Linked DNA regions of Mus musculus: all the other regions are linked to region 3. Evidence: chromatin contacts called from public Hi-C, HiCAR-type and promoter capture Hi-C data. All regions are on one chromosome and are shown on one strand. The core of a region is the stretch at or near the end of the contact, and the rest is flanking DNA. Distances in the headings are between cores, read along the strand shown. Region 1 overlaps Fndc3b (fibronectin type III domain containing 3B). Region 2 overlaps Fndc3b (fibronectin type III domain containing 3B). Region 3 has its middle 4.4 kb from the start of Gm26040. Region 4 overlaps Fndc3b (fibronectin type III domain containing 3B).

Region 1 (2,802 bases), core at 267-2,766, 310 kb after region 3:
AGTTGACTTTCAGAAGCCATTAGAGTGTACCTGAGATGGCTTTGATTATGGCGTGAGGAGGAAGGGGCCAAGCATGCTCAAGTCATTTAACAAGTCCTGAAAGCAAGGCCAGGAAGAAAACGCTTCTAGCTGGAAGTCACTTGCTTGCCCTACACTCCCTAAAACATTTTACACAAATGGCTTTAACAGTTTTTAGGACAATACTTGGGATTAAGAGACTATTTGCTCGATATACAGTTTGGTAATTTAAAAAGCCAAATTTTATAGACGCCCTGTACTATGAAATACTTGATATTTTGTGTGTTAAGGAAAAGTTGCCCAGTAAGTAAATAGTATATGTTGTATACACTAGTTGGCCTTATACATTATAAGAGCACATGATATTTTAAAAACTTATCCCATACAGCGTAATTATAACAAAAGAGAGAATGCAACAAATTGCAGTCAAGGAGAGCACTGGGGCTGGAGAGGTGGCTCAGTGGTTAAGAGCACTGGCTGCTCTTCCAGAGGACCTGGGTTCAAGTCCAATTATCTACATGATAGCTAACAACCACCTGTAACATCAGTCATAGATTGGATTCTCTTCTGCCCTCCTTGTGTACACATGATACACAGACATCATATTATTTCTGAGGCAAAACATCTATACACATAAAATAAAAATAAAATATTAAATTATCAAAAACATTTGTAAATAATGGCGAGATGTGTGCTCATTAGGCACACGCAACTCTTGCAGGTGTTAGTGAACTCAATGTTTACGGTAGGTATTTTTATTTCCACTTACAACTGTTGAGAAGTGAGGCTCAGAGAGGCTAAATGAGGTCGTTGTTCAAGGGCACACTGAGGTTCGAGACCAGGGGGAGAACACGCTCCCAGCTCCTGTTCTGTTAAGCCAAGTGCATTGATTTTTGGATTTCAAAGCTAGTACAATTCTTCTTAAGTGAATCAATTCAAATAAAGATATAAAGGAAATGTCTGTATGTTTTGGTGGCTGTACTAAAGATGCTGAAGGTGATGTGGAACATGAACTTGGAAACCAACACTTTATTGGTTGGCATATAGTTTCAATTCTACTTAAAAATAAATTGGCGCCATGTAACCATCCATTGCTTTGGTAAGAGGAACATGGTAAAAATCAAACTCAGGATCTTAAAAATGCAAAGCCCTGTTGTGCTCCACCACTGAGCGTTGATGCATGTCACACTCTGTTTGCTTTTGCTTACAGGCACATGAGACGCCTGGGTTTGTGAGTGTAGAGATGCTCAAAGAGTTCAGTGACGAGATATGTTATCCTTCAACTTGCAATGAGCTCTCATCTGGAACCTTCCTTTATATACTGCACCCTTCCTGCCCTCTGCTCTTTCCCTGCTCATGCCAGTCCTTTCCACCCTACTGTATCCTCTCCTGTCATGGTCACAACACCTTGGTGTGAAAGCTGCATTGTGCTTACCTGTAAATGCAGTGACTAGGAGACAGAATCTGGGTTTTGTTCCCGCAGGGCAGTGTTCACTGCTGGCAGCACAATTCCCAACAGGAGAAAGCAAACAAACCACACAGTGTCTGGGGCCTGGAAGCTGACCTCAGTGAAAGCCATCCCTTTGGGTTGACATTTGGGGGTGGGTTGCTAACTCCACATGAGAGCTAGCCAGGGAAAGTAAGTTCTTCTTACTTCACTTGTAGGGAAATTGTTGGACTGTAGAATCCTTGGAAGAATGTCAACCTCTTTTTGGTGTATGACAATTAGTTTGTGATGAAATATTAACCCAAACTACATCTTAGGTAACTGTTAACCTTGCCACTCATTAACTTGCCTTAATCATATGGTTAGCATTCATTGATAGAATGCTTAAATAGCATGCACAGCACCCTTGTAGGATCCCCATTATTACATAAAACTGGCCATGGTGGGAGTTCTAGACTAGCCTGGGCTACACAAGACCTTGTCTCCAAAAGGGACAGGAGCAGACAGCTACAACAAGGAACCATTCATTAAATTAACTCCTGTTAGTGTGATGTTTTCTTTGAAAAGTAGAAATCAACTTAGCATGAATACTCATAATGTTGCTTGATTTTAGAAGCTGATCTGTTTTTCTCTCTGCTTAATGAGAGACAAACCAAGCAGCTGGTGGACTTTGTTATTGTTTATTTCTGATATTGGGGATTAAATCTAGGATCTTCCATGTATCAAACAAGTATTTCACCACTGAGCTATACTCAAGAATTTTAAAAGCACCCCAACTTTTCATTTTGAAGTAGGGTTTTGTAAAGATGCCCCAGCAGGCTTGAACTTGTGATTTTCCAGTCTTAGCTGCTCAGCTTACTGGGATTACAGGACTGCATAACTGAGTCCAGCTGTTTTGGGGCATTTAAAAGATTTTGTACCTTTCACATTAATGGTAGTTTATAATGAGTTATTGAAAATAAAAATCACATAAACCCTAAATCCAAAGCCTCTGAAGACTTTTTGAACCTCAAGAATGTTTACTTCAAAATTTGTTTATCTATATTAATCATAATACATTTTAAAAATAAAAAGTAGAAATGTAATTTGTTAGGAAGAGATTTGAGCTTTTCTAACACATGTTTTACGGTCAGGAAGGGGAAAAAAAGCTTTTGTTCCATTCTATCAGGTTGGCTTTAGAAGAATAGCTTGGTTCATGGAATTCGTGGCCTTAGGGAGTTGTTAAGTATTAATAGAGATGATTATAGCCTTGTTGTTGCTGCTTTTGTGTATGTTTTGTTTGTTTCCTTGCGTTGCATAGCCAGGAAATTACGCCAGCCATGGTTTCAGGCTGTCGT
Region 2 (2,700 bases), core at 54-2,553, 340 kb after region 3:
TCACCTGCTCCTGCTGAACTGTAACCCTGGCCGGTCCTCTGTGAGCTTCTAATTGCTGGATGTGGTACATCTTAATAGGTCTTTATTTAAGTGGCACCATTACAATCGGAGTTTCCTGCTCAACTTGATAGCCACCTCTTAATGACAGGCTTATCCTACCAAAGCTAGGAAAGTGAAAATAAGACTTTTACACTTCATCCAAGATGAAGGCATGCATAATTCAAGTTTGCAAGACTAGGCTCCCAGCACCCTAGACTGTTCAGTTTATTGTGACTGAATGCTGTTCCCCATCCCTCACTTCAGCTGTGTGTCCACATCTGATAAGAGCACTGCTGCACACACAAGTCACCGCAGTGCCTTCCCGTCGCCACTGCAGGCACCTTTCTCCCTATGCACCTTGCTTCCCCCAGGGGTTACCCCACTTCCACATGGACCTCTGGGTTCTGCCCTGTGATAACATGGGGGCCTTTGAGTAAGCACAGAGCAACTACTTGCGTCCTCAAAAACATAAGCCTGAGTCAACTGTAATGGTAGATTTCTGTTTTCTCCACAGAAAACCACTTCTGCCTAGTGGCTGCTGAGGTCAAGTTAGGATGCCGTCCAACTAGTACAGAGTAATTCATGTTTTGATTGGTTGGTGCTTTCCTTAAGAACAGAATCAGTATCTGCTACATGGTTGGTCCCTTCTTTGTCTTTGCTGGAAGACTTCAGAGAAACAGCTGCTGTCTTCTACAAATGTGAAGTGTCTGAAAGTGTAGGAAAACAGCTGGGCTCATTGATAAGTTCCACAGTTCTTGTACACTCTGTGCTCACTGTTACAGAAGAGAACACTCAGACATGTCGGGCGGAGTAACACTCCAAATGGCTACAGTTTATGGGCCGACCAAGTTTCGGTTCTGTTGGAACCAGTATGCACTTTTTCTCTCAAGCCACAGTCGGCTGCAAAAACATTCTGGTGTGCAATTATTGCCCAGTACTGAGTGCGTGCGCTAGCCTCTAGCCATCTCAAATGCCATATTTCTATGCATGAAAGGGGAGAATCTTGTGTTTCCAGCACATTGGTACAAATGCTCTGTAGAATTATCCCAGGCAATGGTCTCTTTGGCACCCAGCTTATGAGATAAGCTTCAATAGCTTTTCTGCGAATTTCTAGGTTGGGCTTCTGTAACTGAACGCAATAGAACAGTGTAAGCAAACCGGGACTTCCTCCCTCCCGCTTTGATGAGTCTGTACTGAACCTACTGCTGGGTCATATGCCAACGCTCTCACTTGAATCCGTAGCAGAGTCAGGTGGACCATTGAGAGGCTGGACTAGGAAAACATTGATGAATTGGCACCTCTGACCGGAGGCGGTGAAGCTGTGCACATGCCAAGATTGCAGGCTGAGGGCTGCCCTCTTAGAGCGTAGAGGCACCACCCATGTGTCACATGCACAAAGGAAGAGAGGGACAGGCAGGCAGGACAGTTCACACTGACAGAAGGCACCTATTTCATAGGTCCCAATTTTTGACTTTGGTTGAGTTCCCAGTTGTTAAATAGTGTAAAAGTGTCACTTCTTGGATCTTTGTAGATGTGTAGTTTGGATGCATAACACAACCACTGTGGCATAGGAAAGCTGGAAAACAGCTCAAGACCAAAGCTAGCCAATATTTTAGCCTCTTGGAACCACTCTGCATTCTAAATTAACTTTCTAAAGTGTGACTCGTTATTGCCAGTTAAAAACATGTTCAACCTGTAGTATATTTACATGAAAGTATTCCCATATAACACAGTGTCATGTACAGTATATAAGGAGATTATATATGTATGATTCATATGTATGTGTACACACACATAACCTCTCTAGTTTAATGCTCCAGTCTTACCAGAATATTCTCTCTTTTTTTAATGGTTTATTTATTTTTATTTAATGTGCATTGGTGTTCTGCTGGAGTGCGTGTCCCTGTGAGTGTGTCATATCTCTAGAACTGGAGTCCCAGATAGTTGTAAGCTTCCATGTCAATGCTGGGAATTGCACTCACGCCCTTTGAAAGAGCAGTAAGTACTTATAACCACTGAGCCTTCGCTCCAGCTGGTCCAGGCTCTTCTCTAGAGTGGGGAGCTTCCTAGCCTTTGGTCCCTTTTCTCCTGAGACATTGTTGTCTAGCCTCAGGTATGTAAGCTAGATTTACAAATCAAATGTATCCAATAATAACAAACTATAAACAATATTAGCATGATTCTTAGGAAACATGATTTTACCATTTAATAATAATAAAATTATGTTTGGATGCTAATGAGACAGGTAGGTTTTTAATTTTCATATAAAATCAAATTTTGATGACTAGTATTGTGGGATACAGGATATCTTCATTTTTCACAGCTAATCAGTATTTTAATTTTCTTATAATCAATGCTGAGATCAGTGCTTTGCATAAATACTTAGTAAAGAATGGCAGAAATATATTTAGGACCTTTTTAGAAATTGTAGGTATTCTGTTTTTATCCCAAGCTGAAAATCATTTTCAAGTCAGCAGCTCAAACAAAATTTTAGAATCAAGCATTCTGACATAATGCAACCTAACGATGTGCTAACTTGATATTTACAAGGTAAAGAGGGGAAGTGGAAATGAGCAGTCTGCTTTCCATAATGTTGCCATTGTTTCTGTAGCAGCAGAAAACTGTGTACCACCGTAAAAACACTACAGTTATGTTAGTAAT
Region 3 (2,967 bases), core at 462-2,961:
GCCGTTATATGCTGATTCTCAGGAAGACACTCCACGTGGCAGTGAGCTGACTACAATAGAGACATCTTTCTTAGATGCATCAGAGAGGTGCTTCCTAGAGTCTCTAGTCCTGGCCTTATGTCTGTGGCTCTCCACAGCTCAGTGCGGTGGGTTTGAGTCGTTGACCACTCATAGGACCATCAGCATGCTTGGGAAACTGTACAAACTGAGAGTCTTCTGAGGTCTCAGGGAATTGTCCCACCAGGTTGCTGCTGCTACCCATTACAGTCCGACACACGGTTATTCTGAGTCAGAAACTCAACTGGGCTTTCAAATCAGCAGGGAAGCTTCCTCCTCTTCCATTTTAAGACAGACTTCAATTTCCTCCTAGTCAAATAGGGATCATCAGAATTGCTAACTCAGTCTTGCTGAAAGAATCAATGGGATTCAACGTATAACAAAAAGCCCGGTGGTGCAGCTTGGACTCTAACAGCCAGGTCTGTGATCAGTTCTGTTGAACCCATTTGATGGGGAGGGAGAGAACTGACTCCACAACTTGGTCCTCTGACTTCACGCATGCAGTGTGGTGCATGCACACCTGTACACATCACACAGACGCATCATGTAAGAGTTCAAGGCTTCGAGCTTCGTTCCACACACTTAGTACATGTCTTCAAACATCAGTCAGTATGGATCCCACTCATCTGAAAACGGACACATTCAGAGTAAACACTTTAGACATAACACTTCAGACATAAGACATAAACACCTTCATTTTGCAGATCTGATATCTGTGATTGGGAGAGGCTTCGTGACTTCTTCAAGGGCACAGGGCTGAAACATTGCTATCTAGCAATCCAGTGCAAGTCTCCCAGGCCCCGGGTCTTCGATCACCACACTGTTATCTGCCCCGTAATGGAACGATAAGATTTCTAGCCGTGGTCTGGTGATTGCACACGTAGGGACTTGTTAGTATAATGTCCGAGTTAATAACATTTAAGCTCTCCCCTCAGTATGGGGCACCCTGCTTATTCATGCACCTACATCTTGCTTTCTTGTGTCCCACTCAGTGCTGAAATAATTAAAGCTGACCTTCAGACATTTTACCAACAAGCCAGATCTCTGGGTGCTACCACACCCTCAAAGACATGGACAGTCCAATAGTTGCTTTCTAGAACTGAGGGAAGAAAATCTGGGGGAAATGTGTACAGTTTCAGAAACCTGAACATTATCCAGTTTTCGCGGAATTATGTGAAATAGCACAATCGTATATGCCTTAGGTTAACCAGAACCCCATTCACGATGTTAAGAACTGCAACAGGTTGGTGTTTGCCATTCTGGTCACAAAGAAAAGAACAGGCATTTTACTGTGCCCTTGTCTGGGAGAAATCAAAGGGTTAATTCTTCAGCGCTGTGTGCCAAAAAATGTCTAGTTTACAGACTGGAACGAATATGGCACCTTCGTTTTAAACAGCCAATTTCCAGTTTTGTGTGGCTGTCGAGATTCCTGAGCTAGGGACAGGGGCCGGGGCAGGAGAATGGGCTGGGTTTCTTACTTTGAATGTGGACATATGGGCTGTGGGAAGGAAACTATTTAAGATGGGGCTTAGGGAGAGGGGGGAAAAGTCGCCTTTCCCCAGCTGAGATTTTTCCAGGATGTCGTCATACAAGCTCCAAAACCTCCTCTGAACAGTAGATGGCTCTCATTGGCTGTATGCAAATGATGCGCAAGCACTGGTTTCCTGGCAGAGGAAAACTTACACCAGAGCAGCGATCCAGTCCAAGCCTGGCTCTCCACAATCCTGAAAGACGGGGCAGTTTCAGCCTTTGACATGCCAGGAAGTAATTCCATAATGTCACTCATGCTGAGGGCTCACCGGTCCTCAGACAAGAAGACACAAGTGCAGCGTGTAAGATTTAAGTTTTCGGACAGACTTTAGTACAAAGAGCAGAAACCATGGGAGGAGCCAGAATTACACTGAACACCGACACTAGTAATTAAAGCCACCGTAAGGGAAGAAAGGCTTCTGCCAGGAAACTGCAAGCACAACCCGAAGCCATTCCTTCCCCCATTTTTCAGGCAGGGGGTCCTTGCCATGTGACAACCAGATAAGGCTGTGTGGGGGTCATTAACGTTCCTGCCCATCCTGGAGGCGCAGAGGCCTTCCTGAGGTTTGCTGACCTGTATGCTTCAATGTGTTTCATTTTCTCCAAGAGCAGGCAGATGAGAAAGGTCAGGAGACTTAGGTTAGAAGCTGGGAAATGGACCAGGGCCCCACAGTATGACATCATTTTCTTGCAATGCAATGAAGCAAATGACACCAGAGCAGCGATCCAGTTCCATGAAGGAAGAAAACAAAAACAAAAACAATCACAACAGTAGAGAAGCCTGACAGCCACAGCAAGTCCCAGAATCTGCAGAGGAAGGGCCTGCCTAGCTCAGCTCCTGCCTCTTTGTTAATATCCTTGGCTAGAGCACCTTGGAAGAGAGGGTAACAGGGATTGGGGGTTGGGGGGAGGGAGAGGGAGGTGGAGGGAAGAATGAGAGGGGAGAGTCTGGAGAACAGGAGTGGGGAGTCTGGGAAGTGAATGGTAGACTCTCCCTAGACCTAGGTCAGGGTTCACTACTATTTATTGACTGTCTTGTGGCTGGTCCAAGGGGAAGGAGGAGGATTTAAACCTTGCTTCAGTGTCCAACTGCCAATCCCTAGGCAGAGCTACATCTGCCCTTTTCTGACTGAAACAAATGTCTTATGACTCTGCTGTCCTGACTTTTCTGGAGACATGCACAGAAAGGCCTATTCACCTGGGCAGAGAGGGTAATAGCAGACCAAAGAAACAGAACTCTACCAGTCTCTGTACAACTTGCTGGCATCTCCGTGGAAGGGTCTACTCTCCCCAGCACCCATACACTCACATAAGCACTAGAAGGTGTGGGGAGTCAGCTACGAACTTGTGTGGTCCTCGAGAGACATAGAACTTTCCTGT
Region 4 (2,951 bases), core at 228-2,727, 370 kb after region 3:
GGTTTGCGCTTCCTGGATTGCTCAGCCTGTTTTCTTACACTGTGGAGGGACCACCTACCCAGGAATGGCAGTGCCCATAGTCTGATGGTAGGATTTTCTCTCGGAGGCTCCCTCCCTCTTCTCAAATGGCTCCAGCTTGTGCTAAGTTGACAAGGAACATCACTAAGACAATAGCCCAGGCACCTTCAAACTCAGATTGCCCCGAGACAGAATCAGAGGCATGCACTGCTGTGCTCAGGATCTCATTGTCCCCCTTTGTGGTGATCTTAGTCTCATCCTAAAATGTGTAAGTGGCTCTTGTATTTAAAGACACCAGGTCCCTTTCCAACAGCACACATGTATCCTGGTCTAAGTACAACCATTAAGACTTCAGCTGGGGAATTCTAATATAATAAAATGTAAGCTAGAGCCTGACCCTGTCTAGAACAAAGTACGGTTCATTTGAGTCTATCCTGACACAGCAGTGATCTTGCTGGATCACTGCCATGCCCGTTTGGCCCTTCACATCCCTCCTCAACTGTGTGCACAGGGCAGGCAGCCTTTGCTCTGCCCGGCTGGGCTGGGCAGGAGCATCGTCACAATCAGTATCATTCATTTGCCTCACGCTATGATGTCCTCCCCAGGGCAGGTGACACAAATACAGGACGCATTCTCCTGTTGCCTTTTGGTTTTGTTTTTTGTTTTTTGACCCTACAGTCAGGCACATGTGGATGCTGAGCCAAGTGCTTCAGAGTGCAGAGAGAAAAGCATTAATCTTGGTGCTGCGTCTGGACATTAAGTAGGCGTGTACATGCACTGTGTGGGAACCCTGGCTTTGTTGAATTGGAGAGAGATGCATTTGGCAGTAGCCAGCAGGTTTCTAGGGTAGAGCACCTGTATTTTTAGCTCAGTGTACACCATGCCTGAGCAGTTCTGAGGTGTCTTTCACCTATCGCCTTGTTCCTCTGTACGTTCTCTGCAGCCTATGCGCTCCGGTCAGTACGCAATGTCACGTTTCACTCACACCCACTCACACCCACTACTGTACTACTTAAGCCTTCCTAGACGGCCAAGTCAAGCTTGTTGGTTTTTAGAATGTATGTATGGAAGCTATTCAGGGACTGAAGGTCACTTTCTTATGTAGAACATTCTTCTCCAGTCAGCAGAGTTACCTCCATTGCAGTGGGACTGAGAGGGACTCACTGAACGGAATACCTAATGAGATGGTTGTCCCTGTAGTTGCCCAGGGCTAGGTCAGGGCAAGGCCACAGAGTGCTCTTGGGTAAGGCGCTTGGCTCAGCCGTGAAGCCTGTGGATGAGGCAGAGATCAGAAGCTTGTTTTCGGGTCTCAGGTGTCGATGCTCACCCTGTCTGTCTGTTTCCTTTGCAGGGTATATGCCGTGTACAATTCTGTCAAGGGATCCTGCTCCGAGCCAGTCAGCTTCACCACCCATAGCTGCGCACCAGAATGTCCCTTCCCTCCCAAGCTGGCACACAGGAGCAAAAGTTCACTTACCCTGCAGTGGAAGGTGGGTAGTTCAAAGTGCCAAAAATAATGTTCACGGCAGGCAGTGGCCCTTTCAAATATTCCGTTTTGCAATGGGGTGTGGCTTCCTGTGTAATCACTGTGTGAACCTGGTTAGGATGCATCAGAAGTTGCCATACAAGCCAAGCGGAAAAGGTAGAAGGAAGGGTCTGCCAGGTCCGGAGTGGGCACCTTCTCAGGACCTTGGTAAATGTATCTCCTGATGTATCACAAGTGATAGAAATACTTAAAACACCTCCATTTTCTACTACTTTAGTGCATTTTTACAAATTTTGTAAACTTCAGAATGCAGTTTGAAGCTTTAGAGATAAAGTAGGATTGAGTTCTTTTGCATTCGTCCTAAGCTGAAATATAGTTAAAGCGTCCCAGAATATATTGTGTCCTATACTCTATTAAGGTTTCATTAATTTTCACTAATTAGTCATTAGCTCAATCAGGATTCCTATTTTTAACAGCCTGAACTCTATGTAGTGCTTCAGTATACTGTCTAAAAATAACCATCGTCTAGCGTGGTCCTAGGGTGGGCTCTGCCTTTAACCTGTTATTCACCGGTTGCTGTTCTCACGGAAATAGATGCTCATTATCACCCTTTACAACCCTTATTATTTCTGTGTCTTGATATCTTAAAATGTAGTTAGAGCGCGTCAGATAGATAGATGGAGGTGCCGGAGGCTTATGGTTCCGGAGTGTGGAGGGGTGAGGGGGCTTGGGAGAGAGGAGCAGCGTAGCCAGGCTTCTCCGCACCCTGCTGGGTGGCCGTGTGCTCAGAGTCAGTGGCTGACATTGACTGTGTTAGTGGGGCAGAGGAAAAAGGTTGAACCGGCTTAGAATCTGAACTTTTTTATTTTCCTTCCCGGCTGCCAGGGATAACACAGGTCAGTGACCTTTTCAGAGTTTTAGCACCCGACTGGTCATCACCGTTGCTCAGTGCCTCAGCAAATGTGCATCCATTTAAAAAGACGCTCACCGACGCTAATATAAACCTAGCTTCTCCAAAGGGAAGAACTAAAATCTATTGCTTTTGATAAAATACAAGAAATCGGAAGATTACCAGAGGGACCCCGGGGTCTTACAAACTTAAAGTTGGGAATCACTGAAATGTCTATGCTCTCTGCTTGGGTGGCATTCGGGTCTCAGGGGGACCAGCAGCTTCCAGAGAGGTCACTCGGAAACAGAGATACCTTCTTGTTCCATTCAGTTGTCTGAAAACATAACTATGCTCCTGGATTCAGCCCAACTTCTATTTAAATGTACTCCCAGGGAACTGTGTAAAGGCATGCGCACCAGAGACTGTCTCTGGCAGCTGTCTGTTCTGGGCTCCACAGAAAACTGAGAGCCAGAGAACGTCTGGGGTCCTGTGAGTCAGCAATGACATGGGAGAAGACCATGACCCAAAGATCCCACCCTGGGGATTGTGAGAATGGCA

Evidence for each region. Promoter capture Hi-C pulls out the DNA fragments that hold promoters and counts their contacts. A called contact is a pair of places that touch in the nucleus more often than the background predicts. HiCAR-type assays count read pairs that join an accessible place to other places.
Region 1: a promoter capture Hi-C map of liver shows a contact between it and region 3. The contact joins two enhancer-like sites. A contact is called at or near these places in 3 of 39 promoter capture datasets (the C10 cell line, hippocampal neurons and liver), 2 of 484 Hi-C or Micro-C datasets (cardiomyocytes and nephron progenitors) and 5 of 115 datasets of contacts at active chromatin or transcription factors (astrocytes, bone marrow-derived dendritic cells, bone marrow-derived macrophages and 2 more).
Region 2: a Hi-C map of uterus shows a contact between it and region 3, with 4 times the contacts expected there. The contact joins two enhancer-like sites. A contact is called at or near these places in 2 of 39 promoter capture datasets (cranial neural crest and liver), 3 of 484 Hi-C or Micro-C datasets (bone marrow-derived macrophages, nephron progenitors and uterus), 1 of 115 datasets of contacts at active chromatin or transcription factors (cardiomyocytes) and 1 of 9 other capture datasets (embryonic stem cells).
Region 4: a contact with region 3 is called in a HiCAR-type map of kidney, with 4 times the contacts expected there. The contact joins two enhancer-like sites. A contact is called at or near these places in 2 of 39 promoter capture datasets (cranial neural crest and liver), 2 of 484 Hi-C or Micro-C datasets (bone marrow-derived macrophages and nephron progenitors), 5 of 115 datasets of contacts at active chromatin or transcription factors (the NIH/3T3 cell line, cardiomyocytes, fibro-adipogenic progenitors and 2 more) and 1 of 9 other capture datasets (embryonic stem cells).

What each region holds. Positions count from the first base shown.
Region 1 is chr3:27,556,300-27,559,101 of GRCm38.p6, reverse strand. The region is part of intron 3 of Fndc3b (fibronectin type III domain containing 3B); the gene reads left to right. Among named protein-coding and RNA genes, the nearest start is that of Mir3092, 27 kb to the left of the region's middle. Within about 2 kb of position 1,516, at least 8 of the 459 cell types and tissues checked have an H3K27ac peak or open chromatin away from gene starts, as enhancers often do. A contact at or near this core is called in liver, where this site is marked.
Region 2 is chr3:27,517,759-27,520,458 of GRCm38.p6, reverse strand. All of the region lies in intron 6 of Fndc3b (fibronectin type III domain containing 3B), which reads left to right. Among named protein-coding and RNA genes, the nearest start is that of Gm32738, 37 kb to the right of the region's middle. Within about 2 kb of position 1,303, at least 17 of the 459 cell types and tissues checked have an H3K27ac peak or open chromatin away from gene starts, as enhancers often do. A contact at or near this core is called in uterus, where this site is marked.
Region 3 is chr3:27,862,240-27,865,206 of GRCm38.p6, reverse strand. No RefSeq gene overlaps it. Among named protein-coding and RNA genes, the nearest start is that of Gm26040, 4.4 kb to the left of the region's middle. Within about 2 kb of position 1,711, at least 169 of the 459 cell types and tissues checked have an H3K27ac peak or open chromatin away from gene starts, as enhancers often do. A contact at or near this core is called in kidney, liver and uterus, where this site is marked.
Region 4 is chr3:27,489,582-27,492,532 of GRCm38.p6, reverse strand. Fndc3b (fibronectin type III domain containing 3B) reads left to right here. Exons shown (of 26, transcript NM_173182.3): 10 at 1,370-1,508. Among named protein-coding and RNA genes, the nearest start is that of Gm32738, 8.6 kb to the right of the region's middle. Within about 2 kb of position 1,477, at least 15 of the 459 cell types and tissues checked have an H3K27ac peak or open chromatin away from gene starts, as enhancers often do. A contact at or near this core is called in kidney and liver, where this site is marked.